Linked DNA regions of Anser cygnoides: all the other regions are linked to region 5. A link is a contact called in public Hi-C data. All regions are on one chromosome and are shown on one strand. The core of a region is the stretch at or near the end of the contact, and the rest is flanking DNA. Distances in the headings are between cores, read along the strand shown. Region 1 overlaps HSF2BP (heat shock transcription factor 2 binding protein). Region 2 overlaps HSF2BP (heat shock transcription factor 2 binding protein). Region 3 holds the start of SIK1 (salt inducible kinase 1). Region 4 overlaps LOC136786604 (a long non-coding RNA gene). Region 5 overlaps LOC106036150 (a long non-coding RNA gene).

The links. Hi-C and Micro-C count contacts between places; a contact is called where the count stands out from the background.
Region 1: a Hi-C map of liver shows a contact between it and region 5, with 7 times the contacts expected there. The contact joins two enhancer-like sites. A contact is called at or near these places in 2 of 7 Hi-C or Micro-C datasets (both in liver).
Region 2: a Hi-C map of liver shows a contact between it and region 5, with 2.5 times the contacts expected there. The contact joins two enhancer-like sites. A contact is called at or near these places in 5 of 7 Hi-C or Micro-C datasets (fetal liver, granulosa cells and liver).
Region 3: a contact with region 5 is called in a Hi-C map of liver, with 3 times the contacts expected there. The contact joins the promoter of SIK1 here to the enhancer-like site in region 5. A contact is called at or near these places in 4 of 7 Hi-C or Micro-C datasets (granulosa cells and liver).
Region 4: a Hi-C map of liver shows a contact between it and region 5, with 19 times the contacts expected there. The contact joins two enhancer-like sites. A contact is called at or near these places in 2 of 7 Hi-C or Micro-C datasets (both in liver).

Annotation. Positions count from the first base shown.
Region 1 is chr1:118,178,947-118,182,466 of Taihu_goose_T2T_genome, reverse strand. It overlaps HSF2BP (heat shock transcription factor 2 binding protein), which reads left to right. Exons shown (of 11, transcript XR_010825697.1): 11 at 1-3,520. Among named protein-coding and RNA genes, the nearest start is that of SIK1, 49 kb to the right of the region's middle. Within about 2 kb of position 1,501, at least 1 of the 3 cell types and tissues checked has open chromatin away from gene starts, as enhancers often do. A contact at or near this core is called in liver, where this site is marked.
Region 2 is chr1:118,220,738-118,224,605 of Taihu_goose_T2T_genome, reverse strand. It overlaps HSF2BP (heat shock transcription factor 2 binding protein), which reads left to right. Exons shown (of 11, transcript XR_010825697.1): 5 at 940-1,078; 6 at 2,810-2,927. Among named protein-coding and RNA genes, the nearest start is that of HSF2BP, 16 kb to the left of the region's middle. Within about 2 kb of position 1,640, at least 1 of the 3 cell types and tissues checked has open chromatin away from gene starts, as enhancers often do. A contact at or near this core is called in liver, where this site is marked.
Region 3 is chr1:118,130,550-118,134,307 of Taihu_goose_T2T_genome, reverse strand. SIK1 (salt inducible kinase 1) reads left to right here and starts at 2,491. Exons shown (of 14, transcript XM_066979568.1): 1 at 2,491-2,620; 2 at 2,828-3,042. The coding sequence starts at 2,890.
Region 4 is chr1:118,156,383-118,160,373 of Taihu_goose_T2T_genome, reverse strand. It overlaps LOC136786604 (a long non-coding RNA gene), which reads right to left. Exons shown (of 2, transcript XR_010825739.1): 2 at 2,483-3,991. Among named protein-coding and RNA genes, the nearest start is that of SIK1, 27 kb to the right of the region's middle. Within about 2 kb of position 1,618, at least 1 of the 3 cell types and tissues checked has open chromatin away from gene starts, as enhancers often do. A contact at or near this core is called in liver, where this site is marked.
Region 5 is chr1:117,995,525-117,999,632 of Taihu_goose_T2T_genome, reverse strand. LOC106036150 (a long non-coding RNA gene) reads left to right here. Exons shown (of 5, transcript XR_010825681.1): 3 at 1,206-1,408. Among named protein-coding and RNA genes, the nearest start is that of CRYAA, 26 kb to the right of the region's middle. Within about 2 kb of position 2,477, at least 3 of the 3 cell types and tissues checked have open chromatin away from gene starts, as enhancers often do. A contact at or near this core is called in liver, where this site is marked.

The sequences.
Region 1 (3,520 bases), core at 252-2,751, 180 kb before region 5:
GGCCGAAGAAATTACCAAACCAGATGGAGCCGTGCAGTGCCTCTTGGTATTTTCCCTGCCTGCGGCTCAGCTGCAAAACATGCTCTCCCATCCTGCTTCTCCTACGTTTTTGACAGAGACAAAAAACTTTTCGAGGCTTTTTAATGGCTCCATTCATAGTCTTCAATTTTTTTTAAATCCTTTGTCCTCACTTTGCTTGACCTTTGTACGGTGGAAGACTTTGGATTTTATCCTTCAGGTCCTAAAATCAAGCATGACAGCTTTTGGTTGAACAGTGCCCTGTTAGGACAGTTTTGCCTCTCTAGATGTAAAGACATCAAGAAATGGGGATTGCACAGTGTCCCTTGGTAATGAGCTCCTTGATTGATTGCTCTCACTATTAGATGCCTGCTAGCACAATGTTTTTCTGAATTCAGTTTCCATCTGCTTGTCTTACACCTCCCTCGCCTGCTTTGTTAAAAAACATCTCCACTTTATCCGGCTTCCTTGGCGAGGCACCTGGGCACTTGCCTTTGACTGGCAGAGTAGAAATCCTGACTGAGCTGTTAATCAATGTCCACCTGCAATGGGCATTAGACGGGGACCTCTAAAAAAACTAATTTCTTCCACATCCTTGGTGGTGGAGGATGTTCAGCATCTCTCAGGCAACCTGGGCACTCTGGATGATCCCTTCATGTAAATGCTGTTTACTGGCACGTGGGCATTCCTGTCCCTGCCAACCAAAGGGCTGTCGCGTTATATCAGCCATGTTAGGGGCTGCTTCTTGGCCACACAGCCGCCTCTTTGAAGGTAATTTGGGAACCCTGGGCATAGTGCAGAGGATTTGCTGGGGATAGTTTAATGGAGTCATATGAGGGAAATGAAAGGAGGGAAAGAGGACAGTACATGCCTAGAAATTATTCATGTTATTTATTTGTGGTGTTGCCTTTTTTTTTTTTTTTTAAATTAAAGCAACCCCTGACAGCCTTTTATTTACAAAGAAACATCATGTACTTATCAACAGCAGGAACACAGAACTGTTTGTTGAGCTGCGGCATTTTTAGCTCCTGCTCCCCTGCGCTGCTGATGAGACATTGAGAAATAGTTGTTTAGTGGCCTTAGAGTTGTGTAAATCATTTTAGTCAACAAACTTGGCTGCTCTTTCGAGTTAATGTGCCCTTAAAATGTAACAACATTAGACTATTTGTTTTTGCAACGTTAATCTAAGTACTTTTACTTATAAACAAGAAGCATCTACAAAAAGGAGTCTGCAAAGCACGGCACACAAGTCCAGAGTGTGCAACAGTGTGCCCTGCACAGTGCCAGCCCTTCCTGGGGAGATCACCGTCCTGCTGAACTCTGTGGAAGTGTTTCCATTCGCTTCAGCATAATCAAGATCTGGCACAGCAAGAAAACAAGCTCTGGGTGTCAGCACACTCTACCTCTCCCAGACGTACAGAGGTGCATTTTGGCCCTTTGACAGCGTACATTTTATAATTAAAAAAAAAATATATTTTATTCATGTAAATCACAAGTGGCTCCTTGAGTCCACAGAGAGAAAACGAAGATGCAGATCCCCACAGCTCTCCCATCAGGTCAGAGCCCCCTTTCTCCCATCAGTGAGAGCTACCTATGCCACGGAAGCATGTCAGCAGCTTTCCTGCTGTACAGAGTCTGTCTTGTATTTTGCAGCTTGAACTTCACTCTTTTTTCCTATTAAAGCCCTGCTGGGAGTATTCAGTCATGCAAAGTCGTTAAAGGCAGTGGCAAGGTTTCTTATTGACTTCAGTGGAGTTTGGATCGAGGCCATTTAATTAAGCCACAGAAAAACTGTTTTGCTGTCGTATCTTTTCCTGGTTTAACAATGTTACCCGGATAGGGTCGTATAACCTCCATCCTATGTGGCTAATAAAAATGGCAGCAAAAGCGGCTGGCTGAATAGCCAGTGCCTGAATAGTTGCTGAAAGGTTGTTGCTGTTATTGGTCGAATCGTTTGTTGCCACTTCAACACTTTTTTTTTCTTTCTTTTTGTTGGCAAAGCACCCTGTAACTTTCCCTTTTACTTGGGTGACTGAGCTTTGCCATCTGACATCGTGGCGACACAGGCTGCGTTTATACACCTCTGAAAGAACGGTCTTTGGATGAGCTGTACCCTGTTCCCCACCCGTCTTTTACCTCCGTTCTGCACACTGGACTTCTCTGGCAGGAACCACGAAGAGGCTGGTACGGGCCAGAGGAGAAGCTCCTGACCCTGACGTAAAAACTCACGCAGCCTCCTGTATTGTAGCTATCAGCTATCGTGGTCCCTGACTGCAGCTGGCTTCTCTCAAGTGCGTTTCCCCACAGTGATAACAACCGGCTTCTGATATGAGGACTCAAACGCTTCAGAGGAGCCCCAGCTCCTCTTTGAAAAACACTCAGTATCGCTCCCTCCTCCTGCGACGCTCATCCCAGGTGTTGCTGAGCTCCCAGACACCCGGGCAGAGGCAGCCTGAGAAGAGACCTGCTCGCAAGCAAAGGGCCGCAGGAGGAGGAAGGAAAGACCTGGAGGACCTGTGACGTCCTCTCACACCTTGCACAGACGGTCTGCTTAGGGTTGCCTTCTGAGTCACCCTCCGCAGCACAAAGGCGCAAAGAGGCTTTTGGAGAGGCTTTTCCTTTGTGCCGCCAGCCTCGGTGAGCGGCCGGACCTCCTTCCTTTGGGGCCGCCTCCTCTCTGGGAGGATGTCTCGGGACTTTGGCTCCCGGAGCAGAGCAGGGAAACAAAAGCAGAAACCGAACAGGGAAATCTATTTCCCATGGAAAACCATCAGAAGGAAAGGTTGCCAAGCCCATCCCTACTGTCCCTCAGTGACTGTAAGGATGAGGATAAGGCAGTGAGTTTCGTGTGAGGAAAAATAAAGGCCAGAAGCTTGGGAGGACATCTGAGGGATGCCTTCAGATAAACAGCAGGTAGCGGAAAGGGGCGGGCATCACCTTAAATAATGCAGACTCCAGAGGAAGGAGAGAGAAAATTTGGAGAGGGGGTAACAGGGGCGACTGAGGGTGAAGGTGCTCAGAGCATGGACTGCTGGGGTGGACGTGGGGAAGAAGAGTGAGCAGCCCTTGCAAAGGAAACGGCACGAGGTGGATTAGCAACGGGCTGGATGCGGAGGGATGACTCAGTAGTGATGCCTCCACTAGGAGAGTGGCGAGGGGGAGTCTCGAAATGCTAGTGCAGGGAGGAAGAGGCCGGGCATAGGTGCAAGAAGGAAGGAGGAGAGAATGAATGCAATAAGACCTTCTGGTGGGAAAAAAAAAAAATAAAAAAAAAAATCTCCCTGCCCAAAACTGTAAGCAAATGAATTCAGAGCTATTCACGGCAATGACATCAATTCTTTGCTCCAGAAACAGCAATGGGAATAAGGGGAGAAAGTGGGAGGAAAAAGAGGAAATGAAGGAAATTAATTTTTGGCAGTAAAATTCATCATGAGCACTTAGGTATTTCTGGAAATGTTATTCCAAATTTCCCAAGCAGCGCGGGCCGTGGTTCAACGAGACG
Region 2 (3,868 bases), core at 391-2,890, 230 kb before region 5:
CTCTCTCATGAAACGACTAGCAAAATTATTAAATGCACTGGGAAATCTGGGCTTCCTGTTATGCTATTTTTTTTTACAAAAACCAGAATTCTCTGTGGGAAATAGTGTTTCAGCAATGTTTTACAGGTCAGAATTACTAATAAGCAGAAATGATTCTTTCAGTTCTTCTCTGTGGGTTCTGCCTGCACCTCTGACAAGGCTCTTTGATCCGCTCTGAACTTTGTGCTGGTTGGTTGGTTCTTCAGCTGAGATACCCCAAAACAGAGCAGTGTTCCTGCTGAGGTCTTGTGCTGCATGGGGAAGATTGCATCATGTAATTATGGGCTATACTTCTGACACTGCTGACTAAAATTCAACCTGTGACCCAGAAGAGACCTCAATTTCCTTTTCCAAAGAACTTCTGTGTAGCCTCTTGTTCTCCATCCTGTATTGAGCAATTCACGAATCCTTTTAAGATCCAATCAAATGCTTATTTACTGGGCATTTCATTGGTTTTCTTAGGAAATTCATGTCAAGCCACTAACTTAGGCAGCTGTCCAGTCTTCAGCTGGATAGGGTGTTGACCATGGCTGTTCTGAAATGTGAATATGAAACACCTCATGCAACTGCTGCAAAACAAAAAGATAACGTCCTCAGTTTTGAGACTAAGCATTAATTCTATTGTTTGATACATATTATTGTGGGTTTAGAAGGTCAATACACAATAGTATAGTTTTACAAATAAATGTAGTATTGAGTAGTTTCCCGTATTCTCCTGAGATAATGGTTTCTAATATTAGAGGATTAAACACATCACTTAGTGTGTGCCTGCTGTTTTCTGCTGTCTTGTGAGGAGACTGGATGTCTTAGTAATATTGCAGATTGTCCAGTTTACTGTAGCATCTAATAATCATTGTTGCTGTAGTGTGCATAATCCTTTTTTCTCCTCCGCACTTGCAGAGCAAAGCAGCAAAGTTTTTTACAATCACTGCACAGACTATGGAGAGCTTTGTGAAGTCATTAAGTGAAGACATGAAACAGCAGGATTTGGATTCTGATGAAAACCAGTTTGTGTTAGCTTTGGCAGGGATTGTAACAAGTGAGTTAATGTTCTCTCTCAAAATAGCATTCCGTAGGCACTGGGAATTTCCACATTGCCATATAGGTACTGCAATAATTACAGCTTTATGAAGTCAGGTATTTAGCCAGTGTTGGTATTTTGGTGACTTCCTATTCTTTTAAAGTTCTAACAGATTTTGTCACTCGGCAAGTCTGTGAGGAGTTGTACTTTCTGGAGCATAGTTCAGGATTAGATGTATAAAAACTATTCAGTTTTGAAAGTCCTTGAACTTCTGTTCAATCTCAGGTAAAACAAGGGCCATTTTACCCATCATGTGTACTCACCTTACTTTGTAAATGTCAAGCAGTATACTTTCTGAATCACCAGTAATGCTAACATCTTAGAGATGTACTAATCTCAAATTAATTGCAGATGATGCAGCCACCTCAAGGTATGTGTTCAGCATTTTCAAACTGTGGGAGAATTTTCTTGATGCCAGGTGGACTCCACTGTCTTCTAGATCTCCCAATTCCATGGTGCTAAGAAAAGTAAAAGTTAATAAACCTAACTTCCATAATTTCCATACTAAATACTTATTTTTAGAGTCAGGAAATAAGTAGGAAGCCACACATCTGTCTTAGTATGGCCGCCCTTGACTTGGAAGGCTATTAGAAATGGGGAAGATATGTCAGCTGCATTTTTGTGAAATGGTGCAGCTCTCAAAATGGCATTAGGTAATGTCATGATGTAAGATAGATGAAACAATGGGTATTTATACAAGTAAGGGAATCGGGCATTAACAGCTTTTTTGAATGTGTGATTTTAGGTGTCGTGGTTCCATTAAAGATTATAATAAAGCACTGTATGTGGCACGTTGTGCCACTGTACCAAGTAAAGGTGTAATCCAGTTCTCTCTCATAGCTTCAAAGGAGGAAAAAGAAAAAAAAAATCATAGCAAAAGTAATGTCTGAACAAAGAAAATGTTTAAAGGCTTGGATGGGGAAGGATGGTGGTGTTCTGCCTGAGCAGGAATCACTGTGATGGAATGAAATCTTGCCTCACAGAAGCTTATACAAATTTTTCCACTGAATTTGATAATGCCAAGATTTTTCTCTTTGTCTCTGTAATTTAGGAAAGGGGTTGCTGAAACTTCAGCATGATAAAGGTTGCTGGAAAATACCTCTTGCATATAAGGATGCCCTGAATTATGGGGCAAGCATAAGGAAAAACATTTCAGGAAAATATGTTTTGGAGCAGTAGTTTCTGGAAATGTTTTGCCTTTTGGTTTGTGCATGAATATTGCAGTGCCTGCAGAGAAATAGAAAAAGAACTTTTGAGTAGACTTTCACAAGTGTTTCAGTTGTGTAATGTGCCAGGCACATTGGATTGACTGATTGTAAAACAATCTGCAATCTCATTTTTGTAAAACGGAACCTATGATGATCAGCTTTGCTTCATTCCCACATTACTTGCAGATGTCAGCTTAGAACTGCTTAAATCCAACATTTTGTTTCATGATTCACTGTGTTACTATTAGGATACTGGCCACCCTGAATAAATATTTGAATTATCAAAGCAGAATTATGAAGGAGTTTAATCAGTATCATTTGCTGCTTCAGTATTTGCTATGTAGATGGTTATAATTTGAAGTTTATATAGATGCCATAGTTCATTCTTCACAGCTGACATTTTTTTAGTTGTCCTTATAATTAGCATAAAACTTTGTTTGAAACATGAATTTTTATAGTAATGTTTTGTGTTCTCTCACAGATGTGGCTGCGCTGGCATGTGGCCGTGAGTTCCTGGTTACTTCAAGTCGTGAATTATTGGACACAATGGTGCAGCTCCTGGGAGACATGAAGCCTGGACTCTGTACAAAATTCAAAGTGTATGGTGACCTTTTTTTTCTTTCAAATGAAATGCATTACCTTACAGTGCAGATCACAGTGATTACAGCAGGCTTCCCACTCTCACATTATTTCCTTTCCTGGAGATCATAGAATTGTAGAATGGCTTGGGTTGGAAGGGACCTTAAAGACCAACTGGTTCCACCCCCCTGCCATGGGCAGGGACACCTCCCACCAGACCAGGCTGCCCAAAGCCCCATCCAGCCTGGCCTTGAGCACCTCCAGGGATGGGGCACCCACAGCTTCTCTGGGCAACTTGTTCACCTGCCTCACCACGCTCTGAGTAAAGAATTTCCTCCTAATATCTAAATCTGATGGTGACATAAGGAATAATGGTTGGAAAACTGTTTTCACAGCAGCATTCCTTGCATATGCACTAGGCTTGGCTGCAGTGCTAGCTTCAACCAGGATACCTGTCTCTTTGAAAGTCTCTTAAGCACTGTAATATTGTAGGGATGAGCAGGGATACACTCCTCTGGCTTACAAGGGGCTCATGTTTTGATAAGGAAGGTGTGAGGTCAAGCTTTAAATAATAACCGTGGCAAATGTGGACTCATTCCTTTCCAATATGAAGAAGACTGTAAAATTCTACATCTGCGTAGTGAAAAAATGTGGTCTACTAAAAGCAAAAGTTAGTTTACTCTATCCTACTTGAATAGCCAGAAGCACCATGCACTTACATTTCTAAAAGGTGCTGCCTGTAAATGGACCTTGTGATACCAAGTTGTAAAGAAAAGGCCATAAGGCCATCTTACACCATTCAGACACTGGAAAAGTTGTACTTACCAGATGGTGGAGGAATGAAAAAACTGTTGGCTTTTCCTTTTTTTTCTCAGAGCTGCTACAAGCTGAGGATATGTGGCTTGAAATTTTAAGCATATGTTGCATTAGCTTTAATCCTGTGCTATGATAATGTTTTCCA
Region 3 (3,758 bases), core at 1,242-3,741, 130 kb before region 5:
CCACGTATGAGGTTCATAATGCCTAGACCTTATTGATTCATAGTGAAAGTGGAAGAAAAACAATGTAATTATGATACTACCAAAACCTTGCAATGGTTACTTCTGAGCAGCACTGATGGAAACTGTCATGACCCACATGCGTGAAGATGGAAGAGAAATACTGAAAGGCTGCTGAGAGTGATAGATACAGGAGGCCTTTAATTCTCAATGAATCATACAATAGCGTGATCGCTCCTAAAAACTGTGTGCTCCCTCCTCTGCTAAAGAAGCTATATGTATCCCACCCTCTGGACTAGAGAGGCAGATCTGCATAAGCACCTTCCCCAGACAGCAACACTTGCCAGTTCTTCTTGCCTCTTCCATCTAATGCGCGTAATTAAAACCAGGATCAAGGATTCTAACCCTCTGGTGCCGTCTTACAATCTCCAGGCAGTCCCATGGCACAGGTGTCTGCCACTCCTTAGGATGGAAAAATCATGAGATATTAGACAGAACACCAAATCCAGTTCACTTCTTCCCATTTAGGAAGGAAAAAAAAAAGAAAAAAAAAAGAGTCCTTTAAAAAGAAATAAAAATGTTACCTTCCTAGCTGGGGCTGTCTGCCTTGCGTGTTCTTTCTAAAAAGCCTGGTTCTGTTTGCCATCCTAAAACACTTAATCAATTTGAAATGAAAACAGCAACTATAATTAAAGGGAGGAAAATCCCACCACAGCAGAGGAACCATTATTAAGGTAATTTTTTTCTTTATAACTCCTGGGGCACTGTTCACATGCAGTTGCTACTGTATATGCTGTTTGTGCGTCACCTCCTCTTCGTGAGCTCCACGGAGAATACATTGTTAGCTTAAAAATAACAATAATAATAATAATAAGCCAGCTTTTCATGTGAGTTATTCAAAGCACTGTGTAAGCGCTAATTGAACGTTACGATAGCCAGGGAAGGCTGTATGCTATTACCCCCTTACACCAAATGGCAGGAGTCCCACGACCGGGGCCAAACCAGTGCCTCCGTGCAAGCAGTGCCCGTGCTCAGGCTCCTAGCCACCAGCTCTGCAAGCCACGGCTCTCTACCACCTTCATTTCAAGCCCTGCAGGTGCTCAGGTGTTACTTCTCCGCGTTTCTAGATGAAGGATCCTGCAGCATAACCGGCCTAGCAGCCAAGTTACTGAGGGCGACAAGAGCAATATAACTCATTAGGTAAGAGAAGCAGAGAAAGTCCGGTTTGCTTCACTAGAACATGCTGACAGATCTCTCTCATTCATATTTATGACACACAGCTTGTGTATCACGTAATTTGATTTATATAAACCACATTTTTCTCATCAGGTCCTCACAGTGTAAATCTTAAATAACAGTAATACAAAAAAGCTAACAACGTTGGCTCTCCTCCCATAGGGGGTCCACCTTGAGCCCTTCAGAAATCACTCAAGGGCCTTAAGGAGACCATCAGCTACAGGTGAAAAAAACATATAAATTGCTTTGCAAAGTTTGGTCTGACGCAGAGCTATATCCCCTCCCGTGAAACTCATATTTTTATTGCGAGGAGCCTGGCTCATCCATTTGTAGCGGTGGTAGCTGCTGGGTGGAAGGTAAGTGTCCGGTGTGTTAGTGACGATGACGGTCAGAAAAGGACTTCAGACTAAGGCAAACAGCCTTCTGGTCAGGAGTCTGGTCACAGAGTGGGGCATTACTTGTCTGAAAAAAGTCTAGGACTGACCCTAACAGAGAGTAAGCTGAGTAACAGACACGCCAGGCATCACCAAGCCGCATTTTTAAGGCTTAGCTGGAACGTGAGACCAAGCGCGCAAACTTTGGTCGCTGTGTGGAGACTGAACTTTGAAGACTGAACTTTGAAGACCGAACTTGGTGTGAAGACTGCACTTTGTGTGAAGACTGAACTCTATTGAAGGCATCTGCCACTTGGCTTTTGGCAACGAGCCTCGAGAGGAGCCCAGCGGGCACGTTCGGGACCCCCACTCAGCCTGGGGGTGCAAAAGGGCCCGCTTCCAAGCCCCGCTCGCCGAGCCGCCACCTCCGCAGGTGCAGGCGGAAGGCAGGGCGAGGGGCTCGTCGCTTCGCCACCGCCGCCCGCCTCGCCCGCTAACGGGCGCTTAACGGCGGCTAACGGCCGCGCGCCGGCAGGGGGCGACCCCGCCGCGAGATGGCGGGCGTCACGTGACAGCGGCGGGGCGGGGCGGGGCGGGGAGCGGGCCGGAGACCCAGGTGCCCCCTCCCCTCCCTCCCTGACGTCACCGCCCCCCCGTCTCCCCGGCGACGGCTCCATCAGCGCGCGCGTCAGCGCCGCCCGTTGCCCGGCAACGCCGCGCCGTCTCGCTCCCCTCCAGCCCCGCGCCGGGCCGCGCGTCTCTCTGGCGTCAAACGTGACGTCAATGGGGCCCGGCTCGGCTTTCCGCCGGTGGGCGGGGGAGGAGGAGCGGGCCGAGGAGGGGCGGGGGGAGGAGGAGGGGAGGGGGGAGGAGGGAGGAGGGAGCACGCGGGGTGCCCCCCTCCCTCCCCCGCGGCGCCGCGCATGCGCGCTGCCTGCCTCCCTCCCTCCCTCCCTCACACCCGAGCCGCGCGGCGGCAGAGCCCGGCGCGAGCCGCGGGGAGCGCGCGCCAGGTACGGGCGCGGCAACGGCCGCCCGCCAACGGTCGCGCACCAACGGTCGCGGCTGTGAGGGGAGCGCGGAGGGCTGTGAGGGGAGCGGGGCGGCCGCGGCTCCGCCGGGCGCCTCCCGCCGCCGTACGGCGGCGGGAGGCGCCCGGCGGAGCCGCGGCCGCCGGTGCGAGGGGGGAGCTCTGACCGACTCCGGTGTCTCCCGTGCAGGTGCAGCGCCCATGCTGCCGTCCTGAACGCGGCGGTGCCTTCGCCCGCCGCCCGCCTGAACCATGGTGATCATGTCAGAGTACGCCGCCGTGCCCGCCGCCAAGCCAGCCCAGCAGCGGCCGCTGCGAGTCGGCTTCTACGACATCGAGAGGACGCTGGGGAAAGGCAACTTCGCCGTGGTGAAGCTGGCCCGGCACAGGGTGACCAAAACGCAGGTGAGTGCGGCTAGGGGGATAGGGGAGAGCCCAGACGGCGTTTTCTTTACAAACACAACAAAAGAAAGCGGCACGGGAGGTGAAAAGCCCGGCAGCGAACTCCGTGCTTTCTCACCGCAGTACCAGCAGCCCGTGCCCCACGGAGTTGGTGTAAAACTAAAGCAAGAACACATCAAAAATAACACCGCCAACTACCACGATACCTTCTCTCCATCCCTCCTACTTCTCCAAGAGCTCCTCAGTCTGTTGGACTCTTAAACTCTTTAGACAGGTTTAATTTTTTCATTCAGCACGTACATTTGGAGAACAAAGAACTTGCGGCGTTCGCGGAGATGATTTCCTAATGGGCAAGCAGCTGTATTTCCATGTGTAGTACATGTCAAAGTCACACCGGTCGCTCGAGTAGAAAACAGCCTGTTACAGAAATCAGTTTTTCGCTAGCATGGGGTGGATTAAAAGATTTACCGAATCCTGCCCAGTGTTAATTTCTGCAGTTCTGTTTGCTACCTTACGTGTAATCCTTTGACGTAGAAAAGAAAAATGAAAACGCTTTGTCGTGAATTCAGTGCAGTTCAGAAAAATCAGCTTTGTCGGGACTGTACTTTAGAGGTTACTTTACGTGGATTTTGTGAGTTTGTGTGTGGTTTTGCATGCGGTGCTGTGTTTGTTTGTTTTTTTTTTCTAGGAATACCTATTTTGCAATGCCTGGAGTTGTT
Region 4 (3,991 bases), core at 369-2,868, 160 kb before region 5:
TTGCCTGAAAACCGAGCAACAAAACACGTCCAAATCACAAGCTCTTCTGGCACTGCTGGAATAACAGCCCAGCACTGACCTGAGGGGCTTCAAGAGGTGAGCTGGAAGCTGCTGGAGGACTTCTGCTCTGGTCCCCTTGTGGAGAGGCCCAAGGGGACAGAGCAGTGCAGAGGAAAGGAGAAATGTGGGGTTTAGGAAACACGGAATTCCTTTTTTTTTTTTTTTTGCAGGAGGAGCCCCCATTGCTATTCTGGTTTCTCTGTGTCTTCAATCATCAAATGAAGCTTTTGTCTTTTGATAGGGCAAGGAGGAAAGTAATGTACAATAGCTGTTCTGACAGCCCGGCACACCCCACTTCAGTGGTTTAAAGCTTTCTTTGTACTGGATTTGTTCTTCTAGTGCTAATGACCAGGTTGCCATAAATAGGCACTAAATAGGTCTGGACACAGTAAAGGGAAGTGTAGGTCAACGTTAGCTCTTGTGTTGTCCTTCAGATCTCTGTATCAAAGACATTCACAAAGAAAGGGAAGGTGCATTTTCAAATTCTGCCCCTTTTAGATATCGAGGGGGAAACTGAGTCATGAAAAAGTGGCATGACTGCGAGTCACACAGCATTTTCTTGTCAAAGCAGGATGGGGATGAGCAGAGACATGAGCTCCAAACAGCAAGGCATCACCCTATGGGGCAAAATTAAGCCCCCATTGAAACCGTAGGTTACTGGATGGGTGAGGGACACAAAGTCATCTCATGGAGGTTGGCAACTGGAAGGGCACAGCTCTCTGATTTTTAAGCCATGCACGCTAACTCGAACCAGATGGAGAGGACACAAATGTGACTGGTTGTATCCGTGGGGGCACTGCCAGGCACTGCCACTGTCTGCCAGCCCCCCGTGGGTCTACATTTAGCCTGCAGCAACTTAGGAAAGACCCAGAGGGGAGGAAAGAGCAAGAGAAGTTGTCCTGCAAGGGATGTCAGCTGCTATTCGCCACCCTCAGGGGGTCAAGCTCACTTTACATGGGTCTGGTGTTTGTGAAACACCCTGCGCCGGATGCCCAGACCCGGAGCACCCTGTTCCTCCCCTCTTTCTAAGAAACGAGCCCTCCCTCTCTGTGCTCCCTGCTCAGCACCTCCCTGCTGGGAATGCCACTGCTGCTGGGCACTTGGGTGACATCTGCCCTGCGTGGCGAGCAGCTGAGCCTGATCAAAGTTCTCCGGAGCAAGGCAGATGCGGTGTCACGTACAAAAACCCGCTTTCCAACTAGGGCAGGCTGGTGTGGAGCCCAGGGCATGACCTTTTCTGCGTGGCATGCTCCCATGTAATGTGACCGCGCTGCCAGGCGGCGTTGCGACAGGGCTTGCTGGCCTTTGAGTTGTGCAGGCGTCCGGGATGTTGCATTCCTCCCCCGGACCAAGAGACCGCTGGTAAACCACACCGGATGCCAACCAAACCGGGCTATTCTTCGTGTTATGTTGCTTCAGATGCAAGATTTTGACCTCAACTCACTTTTCTTTTTGAAAAGGGAGCTTGTTTCTTAGGGAAGACTGATTTGGTCCTGAGGTTTTGGGATAAATCTGGTATGAATCCACCCATTATTCTTTGGTGCTGCCCATCCTTCCCACCCGAACAGGGCAACTGCTGTAGTGGCTGGGCTACTCGTCTGTCAGCCAGGTAGGGAGTCTGAGCCACGTTCTGTGCTCCTGCGCAGCCTCTTGGGCAGCTGTCCCAGATCAGGGACGCTTCTGGGATGCAGGCTGTGTACCCAGTGTAAATCAGTTCACCACACACGGGTAAACAGCTCTGTCCTTTAGCACATCAGCTCAAGTGGGAGACAGTCCGGTGTGAAGCCCTTGCACTAAGATGAAATCACTTCTTTTCCAGTATCTCCCTTCACCCTAATCCTAATTATTCTGGCTTGAGCCTGTGCTAGCCTGTAAAGAGGGGGAGACACCAAGAGGTGGAAAATCAGCTCTGAATCTGTTTCTGCTGCAAGAATCAGGTCCCTGGCTTCTCATCCTCAGCAGAGTTCTTGATAGTGATACAAAACAGCAACATTTCTTCCCCCTAATTGCCCTGCCTACACTTTGGACTGTAACAAAAACAGGTTTGCTTTGGGTGTTAGAGAAACAAGATGGAAATGACAGTGTCTTTGCTAGAAATTTAAAGGCAGGAGTATCCAGAAAACAGAGAGAGCAAGTCAACGCTTACTTTGAAGCTGCCTTCCAGAAAATTGAAGCCAAGAATTTAGGATTTGTAATTTCTTCAGTCAAATATAAATTCATGGACTCAATACAAAAAAAAAAAAAAAAGGGGGTAGGGGCCAGCTGAATAAAATAGCATGACTTTTGGAATCTAGATGGTCAAACAAAAGGATTCAGCGTTAGCATTCTGGTCCAAAAGCAATCAATGAATACAACGCTCTTTTTACTCAGGTGGCCAATTTCTACTATTTACATGTCTTACTTTCCAGTGTCAGCACAGCTCTTGGGAAAGGAATTGTGCTTTTTATTTTTGCTTCACATCGTTATCTAAATTGTATCTGCAGCTTTTTAGTTACCGGTGATAGCGATGGGTCTGTAAGTAGCCTGGCTTGACTCTGAGGTTGCAGGCAGGATTCGCAATGGTAGCACTTTGGAAAACCTTCCTTTTGACCTCCAGATGCAATTAGCTGTGGTATCAATGAGAGACGTACTCGGAACAAGCATCCCCTCCGAGAACAGCTGCAATGAACAAGCAGAAATTTCTGAGACAGCACAAGCTTGTAAACCCTTCCACAAGGCTGTTGAATGACAGCAGGTTGGAAGCATGTAATGAGAAGCACGGGTTCACTGACTAAGCATCCCTACAGGGACCGAGGCTTAATCCTCCCATAGGCTGTGCCCTCTCACCCCGCTCAGAAGCAGGAGGAATGACATGCTCTACAGGAATGACATAATTAAGAGTAAGGTTGATGTACTGCGAAATGTGAGTGACGCGGAGCTTGCCTTCTCGCTGACCTGCCTGGAGCAGGCCAGTCCATCAGCCAGGCCACTGTGCATAGTCCTTGGTTTGTCCCCAACCCCTTGCTCCTCTCGTTTGTGAGGCCAGCGAGGGCTGCCACGCAGCACGGTGCAGTACAGAGGCAGGTGGAGCTCACCTTGCCAAGTGCTCCTGCTCATATTGCATGCTGAGATGTCTCAGGTGAGGCTTCCTTTCCATACAGCTGCAATATGGAAGTCTTAACCCTAAAAAGAAACCGGAGCAAGGAGCTAGAAGGTAAGTCTGCTGTAAGTCGCAGCACAAGGTACTGTTCACTTGGCTGAGACAGCTCCTTCCCTTGGCCAGTGCTAGGAGCAGCCCGGGCTGAAAGGGGTTCAGGGTAGGCAGCTACAGGGAGAGCAAAGCCTTCACTAGACACCTCTGCAAATCCTTCCTTGGAAGGAGTCACAGCAGCGAGAATAAAGTTCCTGTGCATATGCAAGGCCGTTTCCCTCACAGTTAGCAGCTCAGGCTGTCACAGCTCTGCTGCAGGAGTTGCACGTGAGTGTGCCAAGGTCATCTGGAGAGCACATGCACAGCTACGAGGGAAGAGGGACAGGCTGCGTACTGATTTGTACAATCCGTGCTAAGAAAACTCTGTCAGCGTTTCACTGATGTTTTGATCCAGGCTGGGTCGTACGACACCACCTCCTGAGTATGTACCTGCATAACACCACAGGCCTTGCCCTGGCACCTCCTTGGCATCATCCTGGCATCACCCCTGCGTCACCTCAGCATCCCAGCAGCTGAAAACGACTGCACGGTCTCCCTGGCTGCTGGGGATATCCTGAGAGCTGAACAGCTGCCAGCTGCAGTGGGGTGCTGTGAATACCCCGTGCCAACCCCCCCTCCTGCCTCCCCCCTGCCTCTGCCCTCTGTGCTCTGTGGCGAGGGGGCTGCACGGCAGAGGGGGCACCGCTCACGTCTGTCTGGCAGCTTTGTAAGGAGAGGGCTGTGATGACCCCGCACATTCAT
Region 5 (4,108 bases), core at 1,228-3,727:
AAAAGTGCAAGTGAAAAAATAAAGAAATGTCTGGGGAGTATTGAGAAACTTGGAGGTCCCCATTTGGAGAATGCTGTTGAAAATACAGTGACATGGATAATGATGACAAAGGTGTGCAGCTGAATAGGGCAGGATTTTAATAGACCACTAAAATAGAAACTTCAGCCATGGAGCACATACTGAGTTTATATGACACTGGCTTGTTTTTCCCAATGTGTAAAGACCCCAGCAATCTATCAAGAAGACAAAAGCATCTGAAGCCTTTGCAGAATGCCTTTCAGCAGGACTTTGAAGTACTCCTGGTCAAGGACACACTGGTTAACTATACCCACAGGGAGCAATTATTCCTTGTGCGTTGACATTAACAGCAAGCCCAGGAGATATTTGGAGTTGTCCTGTGGTGGCAGGATCCAGAGCTCACTTCAAGAGCACAAACACTTCCCATCCTTACCTGAATAAAACTCTTCATGGACAAGAGGTCCCAGTCATGTGTTCAGCTGCTTTGGCCTTTGCTTCCAACCTGCTGTTTGCTTCCCTGAAGGCTACTTTGGTCAGTACAGTGCAGTCTCCTACATTTCCCCTTCTTCTCCAACTTGGGAGACTGTGGGTTTGTGGCCATCACTCAGAAAGTCTTGAACAAGCCTCTGACCAAAGAAGGAAGGTGTCTTTCCTATGGAAATACGTGCTTTAAACCATCTGGGAAAAGGAGATCCAAGATGAAATTGAAAACCCGGAGTCAGGTTCTCTTTAATGATGAGAATTACAGACGAAGGGACTGCAGAGTGCTTCCACACCAGCGCCAGTGTTTTAGATCCACGTTTGCAAACTTTGCACTGACGTAAATGAGATGCACGTCAAAATGCAGCAATGAATTTCTTGCGCTTCATCATAAGCCTATAAAATGAGCGAGCCAAAACTGAAGGTTTGGGGAGGTTCACAGATCTTTCAGTCAAACCGGGGCCAAGTCTCCAGCAAACCTGAGCCAATGTCTTTCACTTGGAAAGCACAAGGTAACCTTAGACTGTGATTAAAGCGAGAAACACAGAGGACTTACGACTCTAAATGCACTCATTTACTCTGAGACCATTTCAAGACCAGAACAATGTGTCCAACCCCATTTCCAAGTCCAGATTTGTTTCTCCATGGTAGGAAATAATGCTCAAAAAAAAAAAAAAAGTATATATATTTCTGTATTTCTGTTACAGCTTTCTCCACCACCACAGGGGCTCCATATGAGGCTGTGCTTGGGCATACCTTCCAGCTGAGCTCCAGCTGATGCTGTGAAGAGGGAGAGCCCAGCTCTCACTCACTTGGCAGGAAGGGATCAAGGGGCACAGATGAAAAACAAAGTACGCTCTAGCCTCGTCCTCCAGCACGTCTTCTGAACTTGGTTCTTCCTCAGCGCCAGGTAGGTGTTTTGGATCAGATTCAGCTGCTGAGATGTAGATGTCTGCAACGCAAATATCTTTGCCTGAGCGTGCCTCCTAGGCAATGGATGTAGCCCATTCTGGCAGCGATACCTCTCTTTCTGATGGAGATGGCTTATATGAAGAGTGCCCATTAAGTGGCTATTTGTCTCCATTGTGAGCTTAGACTGAGACGTCTACTCTGTAGACCTCAGAAGTTAGGTGAGCTGAATCCTATCCCTACATCCCAGCAAAGAGCAAGCAAAGGGACTGGAAAATACATGGGTCGTGGGGCTCACCGTTCACAAACTGACACCAAGCCCTTTCTTAGCTGTGCATTGCACTTCTTGTTCCAGCTGCCCCACAGTTCTCAGAGACTTCCAAAACACATGAGCAACCCAAGAGCAGGTTTCCCAGGGTTTGTCCTCTGCAGATTTCTCCCTGCATGTTCATCTCACTAACATCCTTCTCCTGCCAAGCTGCTGGGATGCTGGCAAGACCCCGGAGCTCGCCTGCCGTCACCGTGCAGCGTAGCAGTTTGTGTCCTTTGATCTTGTGCCCTAGAGATCCAAGTTGGCTTCAAGGGTGGTCAGGAAGTGCTTTGTGGTCCACGGTTCAGTGAGGCAAGGGGAAAAAATACTCTGTGAACCCTGCTGGGCAGGATGGGCTTTTATGTGGTGGCTCATAACAGCAGGGGACTGGACGGGGTGACCCTTGTGGTCACATCCCTGCCCTGTTCCTAAGGGCAGCGGTAGGACAGGTCTCCAGCTTCACAGCCGCTGCTTTACCTGCCCAATCTTCTGCATTTTGCCCGTGGCTTTGACTCTTATAGGACAAGAGCCAGCAATCTCACGTTACTGCCGGCCTCCTAAATGCAGAGGGGAGCATTGTTGCCAAGCAAGAGCAAACTGCACGCAGGGTAAATGTACAACCAGGGTCCATCAGGAGAGCTGAAAGCCAGCCAGGGTCGGTGGCAGCCAGCGAGCTTGCGGGCGCGGGAAGGACATTGCTTGGAAGTGTTACAGAAGACCTTGATGACTCCAGACATCTCTGGTGCGTGCGTGCGCAATGGTTACCTCAGTAACAGGTGTTAAAAGTCCCAGGAATAAGCTTTGCCGCCCTCCCTCTCCCCGCCAGGCCCTATTCACGGCACGCTGACAATAAATAACCCCCTCATCATGCACCATGGGCACACCACGTACCCAGGCAGGGCCGTCGTTTGGAAAGGAGGGCTATTTTCGGCTGCAGCTAAAGCGGGGAAGCTCCGACTGGGGGCCCTGGCATTTGGCAAGGCTTAGCGGGATCTGTTTGTGCCTGCCGGGTCCCGCAGTCCTCCCGGCACGGCGGTGTCACTGTACCCGCACGGACTGGGGTAAAGAGATCGCCTGATTCGTGTCAGCAGCTCGGTGCTGGCGAAGGTGCGCTCGTTGCTCTCTCCTCAGCTGAAAAACAATACGGCTTTGTCACCCCTTAGCAGTCAGCGGGGACGTGTCCTGAGAACCAGCCGAGCCCAGCCACTCGGGGAGGGGAAAGAAGGGGGAGGAAACAACTGCTTATTGTCTTGACGGAGAGATGCTGTCTCAGACACGAGGAAAAGGAAGAGCCAGGTGTCTTGTATGGCTACCGACCAACAGAAAGTACAACTGCATGAAGACAGGCTCACCAAAAGGTCACCAGACCGCTCTGTTTTTGGTAAGAGGGACGTGTTTCTTGGCTTCCTGTTGCAACCTGGACGTATTTGTTCGAGATTAGAAGCTTTAATAAACAGCACTGCCTGCAGGGCTATTTTCTTGCCTTGATTCAGCTGGAACTAACACGAGGCCAGTTGCTGTTCAGTGCCCTCCTATTTCCCTTGGCTCCCATACACCTCCACCCCATACGTTTCTGGAGGGAAGGCTTTCCACTTTCCAGACAGACAGTGTCCCGCCACTGCTCTGCAATGCTGTGCCTGGCAGCTCCCACCACGTAGTCCCACCACGGGCGCAGCCATAACCCACAGGGCATGCACAGGCAGACGGAGCCCTGGCAGCACTCGGGGGCAGAGATGCCCTGGGGAAAATGGGAAATTGTGGCTGGGCAGGGCTCTGCAGATACATGGCTAAAGCTTAGCCTTGCCTCCCGCACCTGGGAGTGCCTGATGGGTGACCTGATGTCATATCTGGGGACAATCCGGGCCCTGTGAGCGCACGAGCAGCACCGGGGTTTGGCATCTTTCTTCTCCCGGCAGGGCTGGAAAGGGGACCCTCCATACTCTGAAAGCAACATGCATAAACAGAGAACCACAACAGACTGTAGTCTGCACCCACGAGGCAGCGGCGCTCCAGCCTGGCACCTGAAGGAAACTGAAGGAAGCACTGAAGGAACAAGTCCTTCCCTTGGGGAAAGCAGGGGTTTTCCACTCGGGCACAACCTTGTCTTCTGCCCTGGGACCTCTTCTTCACTGCTGGGGATAGTTTGGGCTTTCCCTGAGGACTCTCTGAATTTCCAGCTAGAGGGACTTTGTCCAAGAGATTTGTCTCCCCACCAGGACTTGTCAGCAGTCCTGTCCCCGCCATGTGAGTAGGTGCTACCCCGACTTTTCCCCAGGGCACCCACCTACCAGGTCCAAAATACCACGAAACCCATCCTCCAGGCACAGAGTTTCACCAGTCCTCCTGGGGCTGCCATCTAATGGAGGGGGACGCTTGGGCTCATCACCACTC